Regions from separate parts of the Drosophila melanogaster genome. Here region 1 is linked to region 2. The links are chromatin contacts, called in public Hi-C maps. All regions are on one chromosome and are shown on one strand. Each heading gives the region's core, a stretch centred on a gene start, on an enhancer-like site or on the middle of the called end of the contact. The rest is flanking DNA. Distances are from core to core; before and after follow the strand shown. Region 1 holds the start of ebi. Region 2 holds the start of smo (smoothened).

Region 1 (4,036 bases), core at 1,066-3,565, 140 kb before region 2:
CCCCTCTCCACGTCCCACAGTCTTACCGTGGAATCGAACGAAGCGGATGCGAGGATCAGGTTTGTGTTTGGATTATTGGTTCCCGGCCCCGTGGGCGACCATTTTATCGTATAGATCTCCTTTGAGTGAGCCTGCAGATCGTGGCAGCAACGATCTCGGTTCATGCTCCAGATCTTGAGGGTCATGTCATCAGAGCAGGACGCCAGCAGTTGGCCCTGCGGACACCACTTGATTGCATTCACCTCGTTTGTGTGTCCTTTAAAGGTCTTGATGGGTTCATTTACACCCAACCGGCACACATGTATCCGCTGATCCGTACTGCAAGAGGCAAAGGCCTGGTTTGTCTGCCAGTCCACATCCAAGGCTGGAGCACTGTGAAAGGCAAATTGCTGGGTGCATTGGCCCGTGGATGCGTCCCAGATGATCGTCGTCTTGTCCACGCCAGCCGAGAGGATGTAGTTGCCGCACTTGTTCCACTTCAGAGCAAAGATCGGACCCTTGTGTTGTCCCAAAGTAGAAGCAAGTCGACCGTCGGTTTTCCAAATTCGGGCGTAACCATCGTAGCTGCCGGTGGCGAGCAAGGAACCATCGCACTGCAAAAACGAGAATAGATTAAGTAAGGATCAGAAATCAAACTTTGCAAGGCTTAAGTGCCAAGATCTTCGACTTACATTCCAGTCCAGAGAGGTGACGTCCTTGTTGCTAGGCACCTCAGCGCCGCCTTTCTGGATGCAGTGGCGCAGCACCAACTGGTTGGAGTTAGTGTTTGCATCGGACATGTCCCATATCCTAGCAGTGCTGTCTCCCGAACCGCTTGCCAGTAAATCCCGGCTAGGATTCCATGCGCAGATAAACACCTCGCTTTCGTGGCCGCGTAATACACGAGCCTTGGATTCGGGTATTTCGATGTTCTCGTCAATGTCCATGGGAACAAGAGCTGCGGGAGTCCCAGCACCTCCGCTGGTAGACGAGGAGATGGTTCCACTGGGAGCAGAGCTTTGAGCATTGGACGAACCAGACTGCACGTTGTTTCCTTGGGCTCCTACGCGAATCGTAACCGCTCCACTTGGCGCCTTTGATCCTGTTGCAGTCGAAGCTCCGCCCGATGCTGCTGCGTCCGGATTGGAGGTTGATACAGTTCCACCAGCGGGCGTCAGCCCGCTTGTAGGTTGTTCTACGCTGCTGGAAGTGCTGCTATTGCCATTTGTGGATGTTGAGGAGGCTGCATCATCGGTACTGGTAGCATTTGCATTGCCTGCATTGCCACTAGATGAGCTTCCCGCTTCATTCGAGTTCTGGGATTTCTTTTGACTTGCCCCAGGTGCTGCCAAATCTCCACCAGCTGGTGTGCTTGTGCTATTAGATCCTCCAGTACTGGCCTGGTTCCCTCCAGCTCCATTGTTTCCGGCGTATGTGCCGCCAGCATTATTTGCCGCATTTCCACTGGAGTCTACCTCGCTTGCCGACTGATCGGTTGGTGTGCTTGTGCCCGTGGTGCTGCCAGCAATTTTGTTTCCACCTGCTGAGCCCGCCACTCCGGTACCCGGTTCTATTTTTATCTCAGGCTTGGCATTGTTGTTCTGGTTGCCACCGGCAGGGGCAGAAGAGTCGACTGCCCCGGGTTTTCCCGGCTCTGTTTTCACAATGGGCTTGAGTGGCTTCACCTCCGGCATGACAGCGTCTATTAGAGAGAGTCCTTCAATGGGTCGCGCCACCTCGCCGTCTTCGCCTACGCTCCACTCCACTTCAGTGTACAGAAGACCCTTCTGCAGGATGGTGAGCAAAGCGGCAGGTGGAACCAATGCGCCATTGATATTACTTTGCGAGATGTGTGACTCAATGCCAAACACGTAGGCCGAGTGCAGAAAGCCTAGAAAACGGGATTGCATGAGATTAGGGCGGGCTGTTATCTTGCGATTGGAGGGTTTTACTCACCCGACTCCTGCAGGTATCGGTAAACCAGAAAGTTCACCTCGTCGCTGGAAAAACTCATGACGGAACGCGGTTGGCTCCTTCTCCTACTACTAGCGCACTCCAAAATCCACTCCTATCTCCAATGCCAATTATGTTTTTACGGTGCGAAAATCGGAACTGTGCTGCGTAACACATGCGTCTGCATTCGGCACGCTTATCACTTCGGCGCAAGCCACGGTATCCGGTGCTACTCCTGGTACTTGGATCGATCTGGTCGGTCCTGTGTTTTCAATTCTGCCAGTTTGCTGCTTGCCGCAAGAGCACTTCACATATTTTTTCCACAAATAAAACCGAGGGATCGAAAACGCGTTTCTGAAACGCGCAAAAAAATGGCGGAGTAATCTCAAGGTGTGCGCTGCGAGAGGTTGCGCAGCCTTGTGTTTTGTGACGTCACAAGTTTTGACAACAACTTAATCAAATTTGAGTCATATTTTTGTATTGCACCAAGCGTTACCTTAAAGGATAGAACGGAAATTTATTAGCCATAAAAACAATTAAGAAGATATTTTTGGATTTCTGCTTGGAGCAAAAGGTAAAAAATTCTTAAAGCGAATTGTCGTCTCTCTTCGTCCATCCCTGTGTACCCATCCCTCGAAGTAATCATTGTATTTCAACCCAACGCTCTACTGGTCACACCAATCGTTCCACCCGCGCCCGCTAGATGGCTCCACTCTTAGGCAGCGAGAGCGAAGAAAAATCAATAGAAATTTTCATTTTAGTGAATTGCCCTGCACTTGGTAATAGTTAACAAACAAATTAGCGGCAAATCAGCGAGGCGAAGCTCCAGCGAGTTGGAGTTCCATAAAGTGCAACACGCAGGGTCAAACATTCCGCAGCCAACACCCCGGATTCCGATTCCAAGCGAAGCCAACTTCAGAAGTCAGAGATTACTCTCTCTGCTCCGCCACAGAAATTCCGCAACGCTAACCGATTTTGTCCGCTGGCGAGTAAAAAAAATCGGAAAAGTAAGCTCAAAAAAAAAGAACAGCTAACATACGCCCATTAATGTTTTTGGAGGCTTCTTCGGTGCTTTTTTTTTTGGGCAAAACGCCCTCGTCATCCAGCGGTGAAAAAAGTGACGTGACATGAAAGCAAAGAAAGAAGAGAACCGAAGAGCGCAGTGAAAAACAGAAAATAAAACGAAACGGAAAGCAAAGTAAAAAGTATACTACAGAAACAAAAGCCGGTGGTCGCGCAAATCCAAATAATAATGCCCAAGTGCACATCGACTTCGCCAGGCGATAAAAAGTGGGCGAGCGAGGTCACAGAATCTTTATCAACGGGCAAAACGCTGCCAAGTTGAAAATAAATCGGTTGCCAAAAATGCGGGGGTACACTCTACTTCCACCAGAAAATGTCAAAGTTCGCCAGCCATTGGGTGCACTGGCCGGAAAATCAATCACGTAGTCCACTATTTACCGTTTAAAAGTTCTGAGTTTATTAAACATTGGATTTTTTATACATATAAATCGTTATCAGCGCTTGATGCTCAGTGAAATGTGTGGTGCATACATATTTTGTGGCGTTTTCGTTATCAAAAGTAAAACTGCAATACGGACTTTCAAAATAGAAGCTGTATCAATGTGTTGGCATGCACAATAAGCTACTCCCTGGCTAAATACAAATTGTTATCCAAAATACCTTTTGTTTGAATAATATACGTTTGTTAACACAAATACTAAAACGTAATCATAATACTAAGTTTTCCCATTCCCACAACCCACAATAAATAGAGTATCGTTTCCCCTTTCAGGTCCCAAGGAACGGCCGAGATCCAATCGAAGTAAAAAGAGCTTTGCAGAACCAGAGCGGAGAGCAACTATATATCTTAGGGTCCGACGTCGAGTTCGAGCGATAAGAACGCCTCGAGACTCGGCCGCCATCCATTGACGATTTTCTTGCGCCCCCAGTTTGCATAAAACCAGCGAAAATTAACAAGCTAACTACCATGGCGCCGGTGCGGGGGGATGGCATGAGAGGCCTGGCCGTCTTTATATCGGATATAAGGAACTGTAAGTGCAGATCTCTTGGGTAACCAGCATTAAATCCAATTGAGCGGGTC
Region 2 (4,124 bases), core at 311-2,810:
TAGTGCTCAAAACTTACCCGACGCAAGCAATTAGAAAGCAAAGATTTATGTAGAACACAATTACTGCCGGATACTTGTTGGCATTCTTCCAGTCGATGAAGAAGGTGGACACCACGAAAAGGTTAGACAGAAGACATATGCTGCCAGCCCATCCGATCAGTTTGTGGATCTGCCGATGCTCATCATCGGTATAGAGTGGATCCTTGCATCGCACGCCGCAGCCCTCGATGCCAGGATAATAGCTGGCTGACGTATCTGTCGGAACCAAAGGACTTAAACACTGGCCAGTTCCGTTGAATTTCATTCCTCGTGCTCCGTTTGTGCATTTCGTCGGAAAGAGTGTTTCGTTGCAGCGAAGGAATTTTGGGAAAAACGTCGTGTTGTACAAAATGCGACAGGGTTCCATGGTAATTCGGCACATCTCGTAAGATGGCAGGTAGACCATGTCCTCGCCGTTGATTTTTTCACACTTCGGCTTAAAGACGGCGCACAAAAAGGGCTATAAACATGTAAAAATGGGTGTGTTGAGCTAATCCGGAATATTGAAGAAATGGATTTGAAATACTATAATATCTACAGAAAACCTTGAGCCACAACTGAATATGTATATATATCTGAATCTTCCCAAGATAAAGCAATTCACATATTACTTTCACTGCTTGAACACAAAGCGTAATTAAGTAATCACAGTTGTGCGCTTAACTTGTTTCTAATGCACCTCCTTATCAGAAAATAATGCGACAATCTGTATTTTCATACAGACTCGGCCCCACCTTTTGAAATCATTAGGTACATTAGATGTTATTAAGATTCCTCACCTGTATAGCTGCCCAACATTTGGGCACGTGCTTCAGGGCATAGTAGTCGTTCAGCTTATCGTTCAGCTCCTTTTCGGTGTGGAAGTCGGTGAGATCTAGGCTGCTCAGCTCATAGGGCAATTTTGAGCCGAAACAGGTGTTGGTTGCGTTCGAGGTGGGGTAGCAACGGGCACGTCGGACACACTGGATGTGCCTGCTGTCTAGGCCATCAAACCAGGGTTTGTCGTCCCTGCCCTTCTTGGCGTACAGTCGGTAATTGAGAGTCCCATTGATGGGCTCCAGTTCCACATCCGACTGCTGCGCACTTGCGGGCGTTGTGCTGCCGAACTTGGCCGAACTGGCCGATGCGTCTGCGACCACCCACAGGCATAAGATCGCAACCTCCAGGAACATCCTGCGGTTTGTAAATAACCAAGTTATTTTAATTGCCCACACCATTTGCCAGAGGCGAGTCACTCACATAATGTTTGGCATGCGCGGAAAGTTTAAGTACTGCATCCGCTTATAAAAATCATTAAATAGCTGCCTTGTGTGAATTTTAATGGGCTGAATGCCCGTTTCTTGCTCAGCGGTTCGTCAGTGCATCGTGAAGGCGCTTTCGTTGGACTCGGGATATCCTGGTTTAATTGTTCCCTTTGAAGGATTGCAGTGTTTTTAAAAAAGAGAAAAAAAAAACAAGAACCAAGGAGGAAAACAAAAATAAACGCGACTCAACGTGAAGCTGAAGCAACAAATGTGCGACCATTCAGGGCCAGTTTAAATATACCCATGTTATCGGTCAGCGAGATTTGCATGTTATCGGTCGGCATCGGTTATTATCGGTCATAGCTGCAACAAGTCGAATGATATGCAAACAAATCGGATTTATTTTGTTCGATCGTAACATAAGATAACATCAACATAAAATAAGAAATATGATCATATGTAGAAATGCATCAGCAAACGAAAAAGGTGTTCCCCGCAACATTTTGACTATATGGCAATGCTGGCCGCTGGCTTATTTATTTATGCCATGCGCTCGACGGTCACACTGGGTGCGGAGTATCGATAACACCGCGATAGTAGCGCACCAAGCATCGATGTAGTTTTTACATCCCTATTCTGCAATATTATTTCACGGCACGGTCCAAAAACACGGATAACAGGGCTTGGTTGGAGTCGCGCAAACGCAAATAGAAGCCATGGACGTTGCCCCCGCACCGCCCGCCAGTTCCGGCGGCGATCATAGCACCCAGCAGGCGCCGATCAGTCCGAATCAAAATGCAAACCAAGCGCCGGTCGCACTCGCAAAGGCAACAACAATCGAAAATGGTGTACAAACAGGAGGAGCGAAAAAGCCAGAGAGCTGCGGTGAGAAAGCCCCCGGTTAGCAAACTTGCTCGAAGCTAGTCTAGTTTCCTGGTTAACGTTTACCTTTTAGCCGTAGAGCCGACACATTCCACTGATGCTAGCCAGAAGGACGACGACGAGGGCAAGCCGAAGACCGAGCTGGCTGACAAAGTATTGATTACCATATGCAGCGCCGATCGCAAGATCAAGAAGACCTTCATGTCGTTGCCCACTCGAAAGGATGTAATCGACAAAGGTAAGGAACGTCCGACGAATTGGGTATCTATTCATCCAGTATTCCGAATGAACGTTGCCCAGTTGGAAGTTATTAACCAGTAGACAGTCTTTAATAAGAATCTATTGGGTTTAAGCTTAGAGCATTTCTGCATTTAAAAATATAAATTTGATCAATGGGTGATATATTTATCTAGGATAGAAATTAAATAATTGTACATATTTTATTTAATTTATATCAATAATATATTTGTATTCGGTAGCTCACAAATACGGCCTGTGCGGCAACACAATTGTCCTGGAGAGCAACGGCTGCGAGATCTGCGAGGACGACGTGCTCTTGTTCGCTGCCAAGGAGAAGATTCTGTTGATGCTCCTCGCCGAGTCGGAGGAGTATGTGGTGCTTCCTCCGCCATCGCCCCTCAACCGATCCGAACGCGCCGGCAGCTCGGTGGATCCCAGCTTCTATGCCAACAACAGTATTGTGTCGAACCCGAACGATTCGACGGTCTCTAATGACGAAACCATGTCACTGTCCAGCGTAACGCCATCAAGTGCAAAGAGTTCTGCTCTATTCAAGGAGTTCTCGATACCCTGGAGCAAGGTGCCTGGGGACATAATGAAACTACTAAAGGGAAAGGGGAGTTTGGGCAAGCGGTTGAATACACTTGCGAATGTTTTGGTGGAGGCTCTCCGTGAAATATCCGCCCACATTCCCATACGGATTTTCCGGCAGGTCGCCCAACAGGCGGCTGAAAAGTACCCCGACTCCTTACTCGAAAAAGACCGCGAGGGACAGTTTATAGCCACCACTCCGCAATCGCTCATATCCAAGATGATCAACCGTAACAATGCCCTAAACAAACCCCAGAAACGCGGCAGCTCGGGAACCTTTGAGATCCACATCCCTAATAAAAAACGAAAATTCGGAGGTGGTGCTTCCAATGGTGATGCAAAATCGCTGGCTCTTAACAGGGATCTGGAGCACAAAAAGGAGTTACTAATCTCCAGCTACCGAGGCAGTTCCCCACTGGAACAGTCCGTCATAATCGAATATATGAAAGAGTGCTTTCCGTTGCAGCGCTCCTTTTTTAATAACAGCGAAAAGATCCCAGATATAACGGCCATTAAGGACAATTGGCCATATATTTTTGACAAGGCTGTGCTGTACCAGCACTTTGAGCTGCTTATGTCCATCGATCCCCGGGCTCTAGAGAAGCGCTTGGCTACCGAAAAGGATCGCTTTTTCAGGTTCTTTAAGAGTTCAAAGAACAAGAAGATCAGCTCTTTGGACGAGACCAACGCTAATTTCCTGCGTGGCATAGCGTACTATTTTAATGAGGATCCCGACTACATTTTCAAGCACCTCGAGAACAGTTCCCTTAGCAAGGAATCACTGCAAAGCACGAATCCCACAAACGCCCCCTGGGTGGCTCTAGTCAGTAAGTACACAAAAATTAATATCACTAAAAGTGTTTAAATACTTTTAAAATATTTATCTTCCCACAGATTCACCCATAACAACGGCCGACGGCGTGGAATCGCAAATGGAGGCGAAGGTCTACATTGAAGGCCAGATAATGGCCACATTCGCCGCCAAAGACGAAGACCTGCCGGACATTCTGGCCCAGTTAATCTGCTACTACTATACCTTTAACATGATGTACCCTAAGGAAGCCAATCAAACACTCGAATTTATCGTCGTTTACTTTCTGCAGCACTCGCCGGAACAAGTGCGATCGG

The links. A called contact is a pair of places that touch in the nucleus more often than the background predicts.
Region 1: a Hi-C map of the Kc167 cell line shows a contact between it and region 2, with 1.8 times the contacts expected there. The contact joins the promoter of ebi here to the promoter of smo in region 2. A contact is called at or near these places in 21 of 107 Hi-C or Micro-C datasets (the D17-c3 cell line, the Kc167 cell line, the ML-DmBG3-c2 cell line and 8 more) and 3 of 6 datasets of contacts at active chromatin or transcription factors (the Kc167 cell line and the S2 cell line).

The regions. Positions count from the first base shown.
Region 1 is chr2L:413,346-417,381 of dm6, reverse strand. It overlaps ebi, which reads right to left and starts at 2,315. Exons shown (of 3, transcript NM_057981.4): 1 at 1,936-2,315; 2 at 672-1,870; 3 at 1-593. The coding sequence starts at 1,993. It overlaps AP-2alpha (Adaptor Protein complex 2, alpha subunit), which reads left to right and starts at 2,605. Exons shown (of 9, transcript NM_057471.6): 1 at 2,605-2,939; 2 at 3,728-3,986. The coding sequence starts at 3,923.
Region 2 is chr2L:275,018-279,141 of dm6, reverse strand. It overlaps smo (smoothened), which reads right to left and starts at 1,560. Exons shown (of 6, transcript NM_078719.4): 1 at 1,279-1,560; 2 at 819-1,212; 3 at 18-499. The coding sequence starts at 1,316. CG17078 reads left to right here and starts at 908. Exons shown (of 4, transcript NM_001272883.2): 1 at 908-2,183; 2 at 2,239-2,403; 3 at 2,645-3,823; 4 at 3,891-4,124. The coding sequence starts at 2,000.